Linked DNA regions of Mus musculus: all the other regions are linked to region 2. Evidence: chromatin contacts called from public HiChIP or PLAC-seq and promoter capture Hi-C data. All regions are on one chromosome and are shown on one strand. The core of a region is the stretch at or near the end of the contact, and the rest is flanking DNA. Distances in the headings are between cores, read along the strand shown. Region 1 holds the start of Tmem250-ps (transmembrane protein 250, pseudogene). Region 2 holds the start of Gtf3c4 (general transcription factor IIIC, polypeptide 4). Region 3 holds the start of Notch1 (notch 1). Region 4 holds the start of Entr1 (endosome associated trafficking regulator 1).

Region 1 (4,088 bases), core at 302-2,801, 2.7 Mb before region 2:
TGTCCCTGTCAGTAACTCAGTTGCAACCCAAGGATGCACTTTTGACTCTTTTCATGAGTCCTCAGCCTGTGCAGGCCAATGGTTAACATTCTACCTCCCAGTGCTGGGAGAGGAAAGCAACAGTAACTATGCCCCTCAGCAGCCGCCGGCCGGGAGAGGGTCCCTAGGACTGCCAGGGATAAAACGGGGACAGTAGTGCTCTAGCTAAGCTCACTCTTTAGTTTCTTGAAGACCCACACACCCGGCTACTGGTTGCCCAGTACTCCCCATTACTTCCATAGTGACTTATAACAGTCCCCTTCAAGGACACTCCATGCAGAGTCACAAGAGGACTGGGATGAAGGGGGTGTCCACATAGCAAGCCCCTAAGGTTACTTGCTGGGCCTGAACTTTGGCATTATTTTGGCAGGTTACCATCTCACCTCCCACTGATCTTGCTCCGTAAATTGAGGCACCAAGACCTCTTCCCTGGGGCTGCCTGTACACAACAAAAGCATTACTGGCTTATCTAGGCTGGACATAGTGTCAGAGTTCTCCAAACTGGGACACAGAGAGGAGAAATGGCGTGTGGTTCCTTGTTTCACCAAGCAATTGTCATTCGCAGCAGCCTATGTTAATTTGCATATGGGGGAAAAAAAACACTAAATTTCAAACTATGGGACACTAGAGACCAAAAGTTGGTAACAGGACAGGGCAACATCGCCAACAGGCTTTTGCGACTTCCACTCCAACGGCTTCTGTCACCGCCGTAGGTCCTGAGCAAATGGCCGCCAGCGCAGCTGCGGCCGAGGCGCAGTGGGAGGAAACCTGTCCCGAGCCGGGGAGGCTTAGCTATGTTTTACCCAGCTAGACAGGGCAATGGCCTCATTCAGGCGTGTCACTGGACACCGCACAGGAGGGGGATGCGGTCTGCAGCAGGTGTACTCGGGTGGAGGTGCATGCCATGGCGCGGCCCGGCGCGGGGCACGCGTCTCTGAGCACGGGACCCTAGAGCAGGACATCCAGCTCTCCAAGGCCCGCTAACTCGGCGCGTGGAGATACGACCCTCACTAGCCATAGGCTACGCGCGACCCCGGCCCTCAGCCCGCGTTTTCTGCGGGCGCCACTTCCGGTGTCGGGGCGCCGTTGCCGTGGAGACGGCCCTTAGGTCCGTGGCCGGTCCCCGCCCGTCCTCGGCGGCTCACCCGGTGCCCTCTCCGTGGCGGTGCCGGTGTCCGGAACCATGCGGCGGGCCGACGGTGCTGGGGACCGGGCCTGCGGCTGAGCTTGTGCCCCGGGGGTGCGACGCCAAGGCGGGCACATGCCGCCGAGGACGGGGTCGCTTCGCGCGGCCCTTCAGTTGCCCCCGGCTGGCTCTGGCCCGGAGGGGAGGGCGCTCCCGGGCCGGGCCCGAGGCGTTTGTCCCAGCGTGGGAGCCGTAGTGTTGTCCCTCGGCGGCCACCGTAGCACGGTCTTCACGCCCCCTCCGCCCGCGACGACACGGTGAAGCCTCGCAGCGCCCACCGCGGGCCCGCGCGGAGCATCCAGGAATTCCTCATTATCCGAGGACGCGCACTAGCGTGCGCGCGCCGTGAGCCGACCGTGACGTCATTGGCCCGCGGCCTCAGCCGGAGCGTGAGTTTAGCTCTCCCGCGCAGGCGCAGATGGGAGAACTAAGGGCGAGGAGGCTGGTCCTCTCCGTGTCAGTGCGCGTGCGCGAGTGTGGGAGGGGCTTTCTCGCTGTGGTGTGAGCTTGTCTCCTTTCTGGTGGTGCGGTGGAGTTTTTCCTGTGTCCCAACGCGCGCCGCTGGCACCCAGAGAGCAGTGACGGTTGCAGATGAAGCGATCTCGTGCTTTAGGGGTACTCGCTGTAGAGCACAAGGATCCTGGAAGCGCCAAAAGAAAGAGTTAAGCTGGTGTGTCACCGGTCTAAATGACCTTGCCAGGTTCCTGCAAGCAGGTGTGGTAGGTTTCAGTTAAAAGTTGATGTGTGCGTTTGTTGCTAGGATGTGGAGAGAAGGTTGGGTCAGGCCATCATCCCATGACGGACCGGAAAGTAGCCTTACAGGGTTATCCTACATTGACCCTCCTGCTTACCCAGGCGTCAAATGCAGGCTCCCAGGGAAGAGAAACAGACCCTTTGCAGGAAAGGGGAACCTAGGGCTGGCTGCAAGGCACCTTTGCACTTCACAGGGAACACTTGGAGGCCCCAGCCCACGCAAGACCAAGAGCAGCTACAGGCAGTGGCATGTGCACATCCTGCCAGTACAGCCCACAAATGAATGAATAGATGTAAAAATAAGTGAATGTGCCATATGTCATTATACTCTCTTTTAATCACAGCACTCCAGAGGCAGGCGGATCTCTGTAAGTTCTATGCCAGCCAGGTCTTCTTGGTGAGAGTATGTCAAACACATCTTGGGTCAGTGAGATGGCTTGTGGGTAAAGGCACTTGCCACCAAATTAACAATCCTTGGTACCCACATAACAAAGGTGAAAATTGATGCCCTCCTGTTGCCCTCTGACTTACACACACACACACACACACACACACACACACACACACCATGCACACAGAAGTAATGCTTACAATAAGTCTAAGTCAACTGGAGCCCCTGGACTATGTGACCCTGTCTCGAAACAATAAGAAGCATTTCCTCCCCTGGCCTGAGTTTCTGTCACCCTGGAGTGATGATCTTCTGTTTTCTTGATCGTCCCCTCCTTTAGCTCCCCCCTTGGTTCTGTCCCTACTAGAGATGTCCAGTTTCTCTACTTTTTCTGTCCCTCTGTCCCTTTCCACTTGTTCAGCCCTGTTGCTCCTGTAAGAGCCCTCAGAGTCCTCTACACCTCTGACTTTGAGGCTCTCTCCCTCTGAGGTTGGGCAGGTAGCTGCTGCTGACAGCTCTTGGCCTCTAATGTTGGACCACTGGACGGAGACTGAAAGCACCCTGAACGTCTCACTAAAGGATGCTTCTTGTGACCTCTACTCTCTTGCTTTCTGCTAGTTCTTGGAAGTGTTGGGTACCACCACCCACGAACTGATTCCAGAATGATCCAGACCACAGCAGGGTCATCCCCAAGGATAGGATCCAATCTCAGTTGTTCTGTTTGCTATAGGACAGTCCCGCCATAGAAAGTCTACCTGAAGTCTGTCTGTCAGCTTCCACCCTGCTATCTGCTCTGGGCTTCTCAGTGGGCAAGCACTGGACAGTGGCCTGGCGCCACCTGCTGGGACTGTGCACGGCATGTCCCAGACTTTTTTTAAATTTTTATTTTATTTTATTTTATTTATTTATTTTGGTTTTTCAAGACAGGGTTTCTCTGTGTAGCCTTGGCTGTCCTGGAACTCACTTTGTAGACCAGGCTGGCCTTGAACTCAGAAATCTGCCTGCCTCTGCCTCCCGAGTGCTGGGACCACCACACCTGGCCCCAGACTCTTAAAGACCTACAGAAATGAGAGGAAGGTATAGTCCAAACCCAGGCACGGGGCCCATGGGACTGAGGCCATCTCATTTGTGTCTGTGGCTGCCTTGGTGCCATCTTTACAGAACAGTCAGAGCCGGGTAGCATCAGGACCCAGTGGCCTTCGTGCTGTCCGCACTGCCTGAGAGTGGGTGCAACCCTCACTTGAAATGATGCTTTCCTGCCAGGCAGTGGTGGCGCACGCCTTTAATTCCAGCACTTGGGAGGCAGAGGCAGGCGGATTTCTGAGTTCGAGGCCAGCCTGGGCTACACACAAAGAAAGAAAGAAAGAAAGAAAGAAAGAAAGAAAGAAAGAAAGAAAGAAAGGAAGGAAGGAAGGAAGGAAGGAAGGAAGGCTGTTTTCTTCACTTTGAGCTTCTCTCCTCTGTGCTGAGTGAGGAAACAGGCCATTTGAATCCATATAAAGCACTTCAAGGACACCAGCTCAGCCTCCCTTTCACTGACAAGGTGAGAGATTTTTCTTAAGTTTACTTGCTATGTGGCATGTGGTCCTTCCACATCATCTTCACCTCAGATGCCAGCTCTTGCACCATGCTGTATGTAGCAGGTGTCACTTGTCAACTCTGCACACTCTAGCCACTGTTTGCTGGAGGCTTAGTCCTTCCTGGTCCTTGGTGACTGAATTT
Region 2 (3,729 bases), core at 193-2,692:
AGAGTATGGAAAAACTTTACTTTCAAATAAGCATACTGTTATACGTGTGTATAGCTTTATAGCACACCATGATATTAAGACTACATTATTTGTTCATGACCTGCCAAAGGATAAATAACCTCCTTGAGGGCAGGGGCTGTCTCTACTCTGATTTATCCCAGACTCCATTGGGCACCTACTCACTTGACACACACCCACTTTGACAGATTACCTACTGCATATACATACAGAAGGTATAAATAAAATAAAAGTAAGTTTTTACATTTATAGACTATGAAAAGGAACATCGCTCACTAAAGTAAACCATGTTTGAAAATGGTTACATTAATACAACAAAAATTAGAAACTCTACAGTTCAGGAGCAAACTTGGGTTATATGAAGTTGAAGGCAGTAAATTTATAGAGTTACAGAGACCTTGGACTTGGAAGTCTAAGCACCTGATGCTCTCCGAGGTTTTATTTTTCATCACACTTCCAGATTTAAGAGCTGTCTACCCAAGGAGACACAAGGACCGTTCACAATGAAACCGTCAAACAGGTAACGAAATAGATCAGTTTTTCTTCTCAAAGCAAAAGTGGCGCGAGAGGAGGGCGCTTGCATTACAGAATGAAAACACAAAGCCAGCCCAGGGCCTGGGGAGTTGGCCCCAGACAATAGGAGCAACGGTAGACAGGTCAGGGGTTGGGTCAGCTGCGGGGTGGAGTCACAAGAGTTCCAGAAATCCCGGGGCTAACGGCTCTAACTGTTCCATCCACCAGTAATGAAGGAATGGATAGCGGATCCTGGCTGGGGGGGCGGGGGTGTCTAGGAACAGTGAAGACGCTTGCACGACTTTTTAAAAGCTGCGGCGAGGCTAGCCCCTTCATTAAGAGTTGGATGCACATGGAATCCTAGAGCCGGGTGCAGGCCAGCTTCCCTTGGGATCCGTGGCGCGTCCGCGGGAGAAGCGGTGGAGGCGACTTACCTTGAGGAGGCAGCTGTTGAGAGGTGCGGGTACCGAGGTGCGGTGGATCACCAGATCCTGGCCTGGGTTGTGCACATCGCAGATAAGCTCCAGCACGGCGACGCTGCGAGCCGTGGACACAGACACGCGGTGGTCCTCAGACCAGGAGAGCGGCTCTAACCCGCTCACCGCGTATTGCAGCTTCACGGCAGGCTCCCGCCGAGTCACCATGAGGCGAAACGAGGCGCTGGGCCCGGGGGCCGCGTCGGCAGCCGCCTCCTTCCCGCCCCCTTCGTCCTTCTCCTCTGCGGGCGGCGAGGGCTCGTCGGCCTTGGGCCCCACCAGGGCCTGGTCCGCCTCGCTCATCTTACTAGGAGCGAGGAGGTCGGGTTACCGGCACACTGAACGCTCGCCACCTTGCCCCGGCCTCTCCCAGCGCCCTCCGCGCCCGTTCACTCCCCGCAGGCCCCGAGCGCCACCGAGCCAGAAAGGACCCCGTCGTTGCTAGGCAACGCCACCCTGCTAGATGGCCGTGGAGCTGCCTGTCTGGAAAGTGCGCTCCGGTAGGGCTGACCCGAGGCGCGCCTGCAGACACGCGGAGAAGGTGGGCGCTTCAGAGAGTCCCTTTCCTAGACACTGGGTGCTAGGTCCGACTAAGAGCCCACGGGAGAGTGAGCCTCCGTGGGTGACTGAAAAGCTGAGAAGACCAGCGTGGTGGCTAAAGGAGACCCTGCTGGGTGGGCGGCGCTCGGCCTCTTCCGGTTTCGGAGGCGTGTGAGGCCTCTTGTCTCCCGCCGGTGCGTGCCGTCCCGGCTCCCGGACCCGGAAGGGGCGGCGGCGGACCGGCGATAGTTGCGAAGATCCTCCCTCTCCACGTGCTACCTGGGCTCCCTGCTGGTTCCGCGGCTCCGCACTTGGGCTTTGGCTACTGTCTGCAGCACTTTGCCTGACCGGCCTTCCAGGACGTGCTTCGGACGCACTCAGGTCCAGATGAAGCGGGTGAGTGCAACCCCAGCCCGGGAGGTGCCACAGTGATCAGGTCCGGTCGAGTTCTTTAAGATGTCCAGAGGGGCTGCCGGGCTGCTCTCGGAAACACGTGAACGAGCGGGGAACCCCGCCTTGGGAGCAAGAGACCGGCGGGCTCCTGAGATTGTCTGAGAACTTAGGTTAGAATTGCAGGCTGTAGTAACTAGTCAAGTTCTTGAGACTAGCTGGGGGGAGGGGGGGACGGGACGGGGGACTAGTCAGCATAAGGATTGGAGGCTGGGTGTATCCAAGCTGGAAAATAATGCCTGAGACATGAGGTCTTAACTGTCGGGAGCCAGGTCTTCTGCTGGCAGGAAGGGTCACTTCTGTTAGGAATGGAGACTGGACTCGGTTCTTTGAGCTTTTAAACGGGACGTTTTCATCCACGTATCCGTTCCCTCGAGAGGAGAAAAGTGACTCTTACAGCAAAAAGATGGTTTTAGGGTTGCTGGTTTATCTTCTTGAAAGTGGGAAGATGTGATAGGAGGCTTCATCCCCCTCACCCAAAAGATAATAATGAAATACAAATTGCCCAGCCAGTTTCAGGTCAACCAATGCTTTTAAACTCCTTTGACTAACACACCCACTGCCTAGTTGCACCTTGGTAGAAGGAAGGAGGGACCTTATTAAGCTTAGAAGGTGATGAGTAAGGACTCTTCAGCAAGCCATTGGTATAGTTGAAACTATGTGGGAGGAGAAATACAGACAACCCTCCGGATAGTGGAGGAGAGGGCATAGGATTTACTGTAGGGTAGACCTGGGCTGGTATAGATGTCAGCTTTGGAATACAGTAGTCTATGTGACTTGGGGGGAGTTAGTCTCTCCTATCCATAAATAGGAACACGAATTTGTTTTATAGAAGATTGTTATGAGACTCCAATGGGATACCTGCAATAACTGCATATTGTCTGGTCCTTAGAGGCAGTTGCTATGTGCCAGTAATAGAAATAAAATCAATTGTGTTTCCTTTGAGGAAGTAGACAGCTGCCTTAGGTCAGCAGCATTGAATCAGGCTTGTGGCATATGCCCAGCCCTGTAGCAGGAACATGCATCTTGCTTACCCAGTTATGCAAGGCTTTTGAGTTCCATCCTCAACTATACAAAAAGAAGAAGAAAAAGAAATTCAAAATTTAATTGAGTGAACAGATTTTATCGTTACTTCAACTGTTGTTTCAAAAGTGATTAAGAGATAATGCAGGCTGGGTGTGGTGGCACATGCCTTTAATCCCAGCACCGAGGAGGTAGAAGCCATTGAATCTCTGAGTTTGAGACCATAATGAGTTCCAGGACAACTAGAACCACATAGTGAGGACTTCTCTCAAAAGGAAAAAAAAAAAAAAAAAAAGGGGGAGGGGGAGGCAATAGAGGCCAGTGAGATGTCTCAGTGGGTGAAGGTGCTTGTGGCTGAGTCTGATGTTCAGAGTTTAATCCTAAGACTTATGTAAAGGGGGAAGGAGAGAGCTCATAGTTGTCAGGTGACCTCTGCATGCTGACCATGACATATGTGCTCACACCCAAACTAATAACGGTACTGCAGGTACCCACCGAGGCCTTGATAATCTGTGCTTTGGTTTATGTATCCAAGTGGGAGTGGAAGATGTGCTGAGCAGATATGCTTAATGAGGGAGCTCGGTGTGGATAACTAATAGACTATTTGGAAGACCCTTCACAGCTTAAATTGGGTTGCTCTGTCTTAATACTATGAAAAATATTTTCTTAAGGATGTTTTCTGGTTATTAAAGTAATAGAGTTTCATTTA
Region 3 (4,257 bases), core at 1,386-3,885, 2.3 Mb before region 2:
CCTTCCCAAAAGGAGTTCCCAACATGGAGCAGACCTTCCCATCCCCAAGTCATACCCATTTCACAGTTGGTGACCTGAGGACAAGGGCCCGTGGCACAGAGTCCAGAGGTGGGTCTTGTCTTAAAATAGGCACTTTTCACTGGGCAGAGGCAGGCAGATTCCTGAGTTCAAGGTCTATATAGTGAGTTTGAGGACAGCCAGAGCTACATAGTGAGATCCTGATACAAAAAAACAAACAAACAAAAAAAAACAAAAAGCACCACCAACAAAACCAGAACACAAACCAACAACACGGGTCAATTTCCTTCCTAGTGCACTCCTGCTCAGGAAGAGGGATCCCAGGTGACAGGGGGTGGGGGTCTCAGACTCTCTCGGTAAGTGTCCCAGAACGAATGCTCATCATCCAAAACAACTGTTTCTCAAGCATTTTAAATAAGAACTAGGGCACCAAGAATTCCCAGGAGCCTGAGGGCCCACGAAGGAGTGTGCCAACCTCCAGGGGCCAGAGTAGCTCCACACGCGGCATAATTGCTGGTGATTAAGTAATTGCCAGACTTTGTCCAATAAAAGTCAGCACGTGACTGCACTCAGCCTCGGGGCTGTCTTCCGAAGACAATAGCCCAGTGTTCTGTCCCCAGAAGGCAGGGGCTCTGCTCTGACAAAAGCAACAGGTCCCCTCAGGGGCGGTACTCACACACAGGCTTCAGTGCCGTTGGCCACTTCGCACCTCCCTCCATTCAGGCAGGTCCCACTTGGCTGGGAGCATCTCAAGCCTGGGGGAAGGTCAGAAGAGAGAGGTCAGGCTTGGTTCTGGGCACCTAACTCCTTATAGTCCTGATGGTGGACGGAGATTAAAGCCATGGTGCCTATGCACTAGAGTTATTGGCAGTCCTGAGGGGGTGCGGGACGCGGTGGGGGGGGCGGCTTACGAATCAATGTTCTGCTCACAGTATTGTAGTCAAAAACTAGTGGGGAAAGGATAGGCTGGCTAGGTGGCAGGTGTACCGCCCCACTCATAGTGAGGCGAAGTGGACGGCAACAGAAAGACTTAGCAAATTCTCCCAAACTTCTAACCACACAGCCAAAGTGGGAGGGGATTAAGGTGCCCAGCAAAGCCCCCCGACAAGCCTCCACCCTTGCCTCAGTTCAAACACAAGATACGAGGGGACCGCAGGAGGGAGGGGGTGGCCACACTCAGCTCCCCGGATCGTGGGAAAAAGCGACAGCTGCGGAGCCCGCCACCCCGCCCTCCAACAAAGCGCCGGCCCGGGAATCAGAGCGGCCCATTGTCGCGCCAGGGCCGCCTCCTGGGGCAGCGGGGCCGCACCCGGAGACCTGCCCCGCCTACTCCGACACCCAATACCTGTTCGCAGGCATCTCCAGGGGCAGCCCCCGCCGCACCCAGGGAGGGGGTCTTAGAAACCCCACTTAGAAGGAATTCCACCCCGTTCTCGGGAAGGGGCTATTATTAATCAAGCCCCTCCCACGCCATCTTAAAGAGCTCTAAAAATTAAGCCTCGATGTAGGGCTGAGCTCGAGCGTCACATAAAACCCCACTTTTAAGGAAAGGGCAGGCAGTTCTCTCCTTCGATTACTGGGAGAAGAGTGCAGTTGGTTACTACAACAGGAGTACCCCGTTCTGTGAAGCCGGAAGGGAAATAAGGGCTCCCCTCTCCGGCTCCCGTTCCAATCAGCACAGGATTTTCAAACTTCCGAAATGAGTCAGTCCCACGCCCACCCTAGGCAGCAAGCCGCCTGCACATCGCCCCTCTTCGAAAGTTTGATTCCGGCTAGGGGACAGCGATCCCAAAACCCCATACTAGGAGTCCAGGGCACATCGTCTCTGCCCCGCTCTAAGTAAGCAACGAGAGTATAGCGCCCCTGACCTCACACTGCACCCCAACATCCGCCCTAGCACGGGCCGGAGGCAAAGAAGAATGAAAATAAATGGTCCCAAGAAGCAACAGGAAACCAAAACCGATTCGATTCAAATCGAAAAGTAGAGGCGCAAGCAGCATGTCCGCCCCCGCGGCGAGCCCCAGGAGCGTCTACCCAAGTGCGAGCCAGGGTTGGGCCTCCGGGGCCCCATACCACACTTCCAGCGTCTTTGGGCGCTATGAGAAAAGTGGGTACCCCTGGAAAGAGAAGGGTCCTCCTCACACGCCAGGACACCAGGTCCCACGGTCCCGTCCACCCGCTCTGGCTCTCAACTCTGGCAGCTGGTCCCTTACTCCTATCTACCCAAAGCGTGCGCAGGGCGCAACAGAAGTTTCTGAAAGGCGCCCGAAGTTGCGGGCTCGCGGGAGCCTACCTCTTGCGGCGAGCGCGGGCAGCAGCGTTAGGCAGAGCAAGGGCGTCAGGAGCCGTGGCATGCCTGCTCGCCAGCTGCCCGCAGCCCGGGCGGCGGCCTCTTGGGGTGGCCGGCGGGGATCGGACGTTGACGCACACCACCGGCGGTCCCGCAGGCGTCCACCCTCTGATGCCCTCTTTCCTGGCGGGTGGGCGGCGCTGGGCTCTCAGCGGCGCTGGGCCCTACAAGGCACCCGGGCTCGTTCCTTCACTGCGCTCGCACCCGCGCCCAGCGCCCGCGCCCTGCGCCCCACGCCCCTGCGCTCCCTCCCGCGGCAGAGGCACTAGTGAGGCTCTGAGCGGGCGGGCGCTCCGCCCCTATGGGGGCCCGCCCCTGCCCCGCCCCATCCCAGCGGGCTCCGCCCCTGGTTCCTGCGAACCCTTACCCCCTTGTGGACCCTGTCCCTCCCAGCGCTTTGGTGGGTTCTGCGCCTGTCCGGGCTAGGGAGCGCGTCCCGAGCCAGGATCTAAGGATCTTATGGTTCGCAAGACAAGGAGGAATGGAGGGGTGTATGGAATGGGCATCTAGGAACTACTTCTTGTTCGAAAGTTTACAGAGACCAAAAGTTTGAGCTGGCGCTGCGGAAGGATCAGGCTTTGTGTGTAGCCGCCCTCTGCGACATTTGGCCAGAATTTGCATTTCAATAGTAGAGGAGGTACGGGTCTTGTGGGAAAGGAAAGCTGCACGGGGAACCAGCTCCATCCTGGAGTTAGGTCTAGGACCGTGGGCAGGAGCAGCTGAAGTCAAGTTTGGGGGGAATCCTGGGGCAGGAGTTTAAATGTGGCGCCCTGGCAGCGTTGCGCGTGTCCTGTCCCTAGGGCTCCACTCCTGGGAGCTGTTTGGTCTCGGCTATAGGCATCAGGAGGATTGAGGCCAGGCACTCTTAGCCATGACTTCCGGAACGCTTGACCTTAAACGATGATGGCGTCGCGCCCGCAGCCTCTGTAGAAGGGAGTTCGGGGCTCCCTAAGGGAACTCCCCAAGGACTAGTGCCTTGCTGGACAGATTGCGCTCTCGATTCCCAGCAGGAACCCGAGTCTAGACGTTCCACGGTCACCCTTCTCACTGGTCCCTGGCTGTGTCCGACTTAGGTGGCCTGGGAAAGTGCAGAGTTCCAGTACAATGACTGCTAGCGTCAACACAGCCTCTCATGCTTTATCTCCACCTTGATGTTTGGACATCCTGTGCTAAGCTGCTTAGCACTGGGCGTCCAAGATGCCTTCCTTATCCCTTTGCAGTTAAAGTTCAATGGAATCTGGAACGAACAACACCTCCCCATCCTAAAACACGGTGGTGAGTTCAACAAGGAATAAGGGCCCCAGATTATATTGTCCTAGGACCCTCCCATCTCCCTTGACACACCTGTTCCTGAAAGGCACTAAAGGGCCAGTGCCAACAGCTGTCCAGCCCCCATCTCCTGCTCCTCTCAGAAACTGGCCTCAAGCCTGGGGGTTAGCAGCATGGGGTCAGTACCCGAGAGAAAAAGCGCCCAATGCTACAGAAATATTTATATAAGAGATCTGCAGCTCCAGAGAGCAGTTCCATAGAAGGAACGCCTGACTGCAAGTGCCTCTTCTGAGATGGGTCCTGAAGGCCTCTAACTGCTTATGTGTCGACTATATTCCAGCTTTGTCAGCAGGCAGCCTGACTTGGATACAAAGAAGGCCTTATCCTTCTGGAGTCTGGAGACCTGCGCTGACCTGGCGACATCTGCCTACCTGCCATCCCGTCTGTCCATGGGTGTCTGTATCTCTTCCACTGTCTTTGTCTAGCAATGAGTATGGCTGCACAGCAGACCAGCTGAACACAAACACTTGTTGGCTCTTTTTATAAGTAGAGGCCAACCACACAGGCAGGAGAACTTAGCTGTGGAACCCTGGGACAGCTGAGCCAGAAAAATGGCCTGG
Region 4 (4,269 bases), core at 1,295-3,794, 2.5 Mb before region 2:
CTACATCAAGCCATTATATGACTAACTGCCTTGTCCGTGGCATTGAGCCCAGGCCACCCAGGAAGTAGATGACTGCAGCTCCTCTCCACAACACAGCTCAGCTGTGTTGGGTGCCACACTGCCCTCACTTACTGCTTCATAACTTATCTGCAGCGTCCGCAGGTGTCTGTCCCCTAGGGATTCTTCATGAGCTGCAAAGTCTGCATTAGGACTCCCAGCTGGAGACGCTGGGGAGATCCTGGAGTCGGTGTCACTCAGCGTCCATGGGGGCAAAGACTCGGGACATGCCAGCTCTGACGAGTTGGAGAAAAAGGAAAGGTAGGTGTCACAGGGCGGTGAGTCCTGTGTGTCTCTAGAGGAATGAGTCTGATCCACGGCAGATGGCAAGTAGGTTATATTCCATCCATCATCTTCATCCTCCTCTAGGTTGCTGGCTCTTGTTGGGTCTTCAAAAAATGGCTGCTGAGATTCCAGGCCATATCCCATGAGCTGGGAGGCAGGGGAGCTGTGCTCTAGTCCCAGTGGGTGCCTTGAGGCTTCCTAAAAACAGTGGAGAGAAACACTGCAGACTGGAAGCCAATGCTCAGCCTTCTCTATGCTCCCACAAAGAAGGCCCATCTCATCTACCAAAAGGGGGCCAAGCAGCTGTTCCACCCATACACAGTCTCTCTGTCAGCAGCCATATCTGTCCTGCTTTGCTCCCCACACTCAAGTGTCTGCCTCCAAAGCTGTAAGGTACAAGAGATGTCCTTTAAGGCAACCACTGACAGCTTCCCAGATGTACCTTTGGGTAAATTCGGCTGGTGGTCGTGTCTTCTTTTGACAGGCTGAGGTTCTTGGTTTTCAAAAACTCTTTGAAGGAGAATGGATTGGCTTCTTCAAGGTCTTCAAGTTTGTCACCTGAAAAAACGAACACCACAGAAGACTGTGAAAGGGCCCAACATCCTGTGTTACCATCACGTTTCAACTGTAACTCAAAGAACATTACAGAACATGAGAGCTGCCAAAGAGGTTAGAGAATATGCAGGCTCTCACCCTTTGGCCTCCTTGAGACAACCCTTGCCACTTTAAAAGAAACAAAAAATGCTGTGCCAAACAAAGGTCAAGTCCAGGGGTCCACCCACATTCAGGTAACTGATCTACCTCTGAGTCATATGCCCAGTTCCCCAGTAAAGCCTGTAGGTTGCTGAGGCTGACTTCACTCCACCCCCCTACACATACTACCCCCTGTGCGCACACACAAACACACAACACAGTGGGCTGAAGGCTACTGTAGGCGATTCAAAGCTGCTGAGATGCCACAGTGCATCTCAGGAACTGCTCTATGCCATCCCTTCCTCTGACCTTCTCTCCAACTACCCTAGTTGACCAGCCTCTACCTCCACACCTATCAGACTCAGTTGCTTATGTGGGTCTCATAACACCTACATCTTATGTCGCTTTTTTCTTTTTCTTGGTTTTTCAAGACAGGGTTTCTCTGTGTAGCCCTGGCTGTCCTGGAACTCACTCTGTAGACCAGGCTGACCTCGAACTCAGAAATCCGCCTACCTCTGCCTCCCAAGTGCTGGGATTAAAGGCGTGCGCCACCACTGCCCGGCTCCACTGCTCTTTTGGGCTCCAGGTATATACCCCTTAAACCCTGTCATCCTGAAAGCCCATGGCCAGACCCCTGCCAGGCACTGAGTCTAAGAGGGAAAGAAGACCCACTGAGCTACTCTACCTCCAAAGCGCGTCTCAGGGGCTCCCGAAGGACCTTGGTTAGTACATTTCCCCTTTCCATAGCCAAAACCTGCAAAAAGACATGGTCAGCTCACCGTGATCACAGCAAGCCTTATGACTGCAGCGTTTGTCCAGGGAGGTGAAGACCGCAGACGCCTGACTCCCACTGAGTCTGGGACTAGAAAGCTGTCTTCTGAGGCTGGATGCGGTAAACTACACATCCCTGCGCGCTCTAAGAGCAGCTGCAGGTGGAACGCAGACCCGCTAGGTCCAGCCCCTGGCCTTGCCCAAGCCGGTGGGCTTAAGTGGCCTCCGAGCTCCACCAGGCACTACCTTCCTGCCTTGAGGCGGGCGGGCGGGCTGTGGGGAGGGCTCCCCGCGCTGCCCAGCTCCGCACTGTGGCCGGCGCCCCGACCGACTCTCACCTGTGTCTCCTACCGAAGCCAGCACCGGGCTGGGCACATAGCACATAAACGTCGGCCGAAAGCCGAAGAGATGGGGGTGCAGGTCCCCGCCATGGGGGCGCTCACAGTCTAGCTGGGGGAGACAAGACCGGCGCTCATAGAACGCAGGAGCTGTAAGCGACAACGAGAGCGGCTTCACCGCGGGCCGCCGCCGCCCGCGCCCCCCGGCCCTGCCCCAGCCGCGCGCCGCTCACCGTCGGGAACCACAAGGCTCCGCGTCCGCGATAGAGGGGGCGCGCCCTGCCGCCGCGCGTAGCCCGACATCGCCGCGCCCTAACCCGGCCGCGGCCCCATGGCCCGCAAGGCAGTCGCCGGCCCCTGCCTCATCCGGCTCGGCGGGCCGGAAGCCAGCGCCGAACGCCGCGGGGCGGGGTCGGAAGCGGAAGTGACCGCAGAAGCGCGGCGGCGCGATGGCGACGGCAGTGTGGGCGGCTGCGCGGCTGCTTCGGGGATCTGCGGTGCTGTGCGCGCGGCCCAGGTGAGCCGAGGCCTGTCTCGGTGCGAGGAAGGGAGGACTCGGGGGAGTTGGTACCGGGGGGAACTGGAAGAGAAGAATGGGCCTCTGGATCAGAGCACAGGCGCCTTGGGCCTGGAGAAGGAGCTGGGGACTGGAACCTGGTTGGGAGTGGTCGGCAGAGTCCCTCGGCTGGAGCCTTTAGACCAAAGCGAAGCCCTGAGGGGCCGGGCTTGCCCAGGCCCATATGCACAGGAACTCGTTTCTCACGCAGCCTGCTGATCAGAGTGGACAGTGAAGCCCCAAAGACCGGGGTCGAAGAGATGGCTCAGTAGTTAGGCCTACTGACTGCTTCCCCTGGGTTTGGCTACCAGCGCCCATTTGGTGGCTCACAACCATCTATCTATAACTCCACTATCCAGGGGATCCAAAGCCCTCTTCTGACCTCCATGGACAACGGGCATGCCTGTGATGAACATACATCCGTGACATAAAATAAGACTAAATATTTTGCTGCTCTGCTGTAGGTTTGGATCTCCTGCACACAGACGGTTCAGCAGTGGTGCCACCTACCCCAACATCCCCCTCTCTTCTCCCTTGCCTGGAGTACCCAAGCCTATTTTTGCAACAGTTGATGGACAGGAAAAGTTTGAAACCAAAGTTACCACTCTGGACAATGGGCTTCGTGTGGCATCTCAAAATAAGTTTGGACAATTCTGTACCGTAGGAAGTAAGTTCTATTGGCCATTGTTTTGAAAACTTTCTGTTGATTAAATGTTTTGAATATTTGGCTTAACCTGTCCATTTTCTTTTTATTACCAGTTCTTATTAATTCAGGATCACGATATGAAGCGAAATATCTTAGTGGAATAGCTCATTTTTTGGAAAAATTGGCATTTTCGGTCAGTGTCTAATTTGTAATTTTTATAAGTTTTCAGTTTTCCTTTTTAAGAACTTGTATTAGTTAAGGATCTGAATATGAAGTTGGTGCTCACAAAAGACTTCTGACATGATTTTGTGTGTTTGAAAGCAAATGTACACTTAATGGATTTTGGGTTATTTACTTAAGCTTAATTATTTTTATAGTCCACTGCTCGATTTGACAGCAAAGACGAAATCCTGCTTACGCTGGAAAAACATGGTGGTATCTGTGACTGCCAGACCTCAAGGTATTTCATGTCCATCTGTCCTCCTCATCATGTCCTCCTCATCCTTGGTCAGAGTCTCTTAGAGTCTCTCTGAAAATCCACAGCATGCCTGATGTTGGGGACAGAAAGCATTCCATACTAGTTTCTTCTCTGACATCCTTTGACCTTTAATTGTCCAGGCCTTTACCTGGGAAGAATGCTAAGCTAAACAGGCAGGCTGCTGCTGGCTATCTGAAGCTGGGCATGTGTCCATGTGAAACCAGTCTTCATTTAGACCAGCTGGTTATTTGTCCAGGCCTAGGAAGCCCTGAGTGAGAGACTTCCTCTGTGAAGAGAGGAGAACCAGTTTCCTCTGGTTCCAAAGTATCTCATGGAGAGCTTCACTGTGGGCAGTTGTGGCTCCCAGAAGGCCTTCACACCCAAGAAAGAGGTAGTGGTAGTGTCTTTGCTGGCATGAAGGGCCTCAGTGACTGAGTTGTTATCT

Evidence for each region. Promoter capture Hi-C pulls out the DNA fragments that hold promoters and counts their contacts. HiChIP or PLAC-seq counts read pairs in DNA pulled down with a chosen protein or histone mark. Capture Hi-C pulls out chosen DNA fragments and counts their contacts.
Region 1: a contact with region 2 is called in a promoter capture Hi-C map of erythroid cells, with 23 times the contacts expected there. The contact joins the promoter of Tmem250-ps here to the promoter of Gtf3c4 in region 2. A contact is called at or near these places in 1 of 39 promoter capture datasets (erythroid cells) and 1 of 9 other capture datasets (liver).
Region 3: a contact with region 2 is called in an H3K27ac HiChIP or PLAC-seq map of embryonic stem cells, with 7 times the contacts expected there. The contact joins the promoter of Notch1 here to the promoter of Gtf3c4 in region 2. A contact is called at or near these places in 1 of 39 promoter capture datasets (pre-B cells), 1 of 484 Hi-C or Micro-C datasets (CD4 T cells) and 1 of 115 datasets of contacts at active chromatin or transcription factors (embryonic stem cells).
Region 4: a contact with region 2 is called in a promoter capture Hi-C map of liver, with 2.8 times the contacts expected there. The contact joins the promoter of Entr1 here to the promoter of Gtf3c4 in region 2. A contact is called at or near these places in 3 of 39 promoter capture datasets (erythroid cells and liver) and 2 of 9 other capture datasets (liver and pancreatic islet).

What each region holds. Positions count from the first base shown.
Region 1 is chr2:26,138,955-26,143,042 of GRCm38.p6, forward strand. It overlaps Tmem250-ps (transmembrane protein 250, pseudogene), which reads right to left and starts at 1,552. Exons shown (of 2, transcript NM_001256521.1): 1 at 1,185-1,552.
Region 2 is chr2:28,838,918-28,842,646 of GRCm38.p6, forward strand. Gtf3c4 (general transcription factor IIIC, polypeptide 4) reads right to left here and starts at 1,443. Exons shown (of 5, transcript NM_172977.3): 1 at 966-1,443. The coding sequence starts at 1,310. It overlaps Ddx31 (DEAD/H box helicase 31), which reads left to right and starts at 1,489. Exons shown (of 20, transcript NM_001033294.3): 1 at 1,489-1,943. The coding sequence starts at 1,935.
Region 3 is chr2:26,501,187-26,505,443 of GRCm38.p6, forward strand. It overlaps Notch1 (notch 1), which reads right to left and starts at 2,636. Exons shown (of 34, transcript NM_008714.3): 1 at 2,312-2,636; 2 at 695-773. The coding sequence starts at 2,372. It overlaps Gm35978 (predicted gene, 35978), which reads left to right and starts at 2,741. Exons shown (of 2, transcript NR_132655.1): 1 at 2,741-3,643; 2 at 3,978-4,161.
Region 4 is chr2:26,386,772-26,391,040 of GRCm38.p6, forward strand. It overlaps Entr1 (endosome associated trafficking regulator 1), which reads right to left and starts at 2,545. Exons shown (of 10, transcript NM_026563.3): 1 at 2,378-2,545; 2 at 2,145-2,294; 3 at 1,721-1,789; 4 at 785-900; 5 at 133-540. The coding sequence starts at 2,447. Pmpca (peptidase (mitochondrial processing) alpha) reads left to right here and starts at 2,577. Exons shown (of 13, transcript NM_173180.3): 1 at 2,577-2,661; 2 at 3,165-3,367; 3 at 3,460-3,539; 4 at 3,724-3,806. The coding sequence starts at 2,594.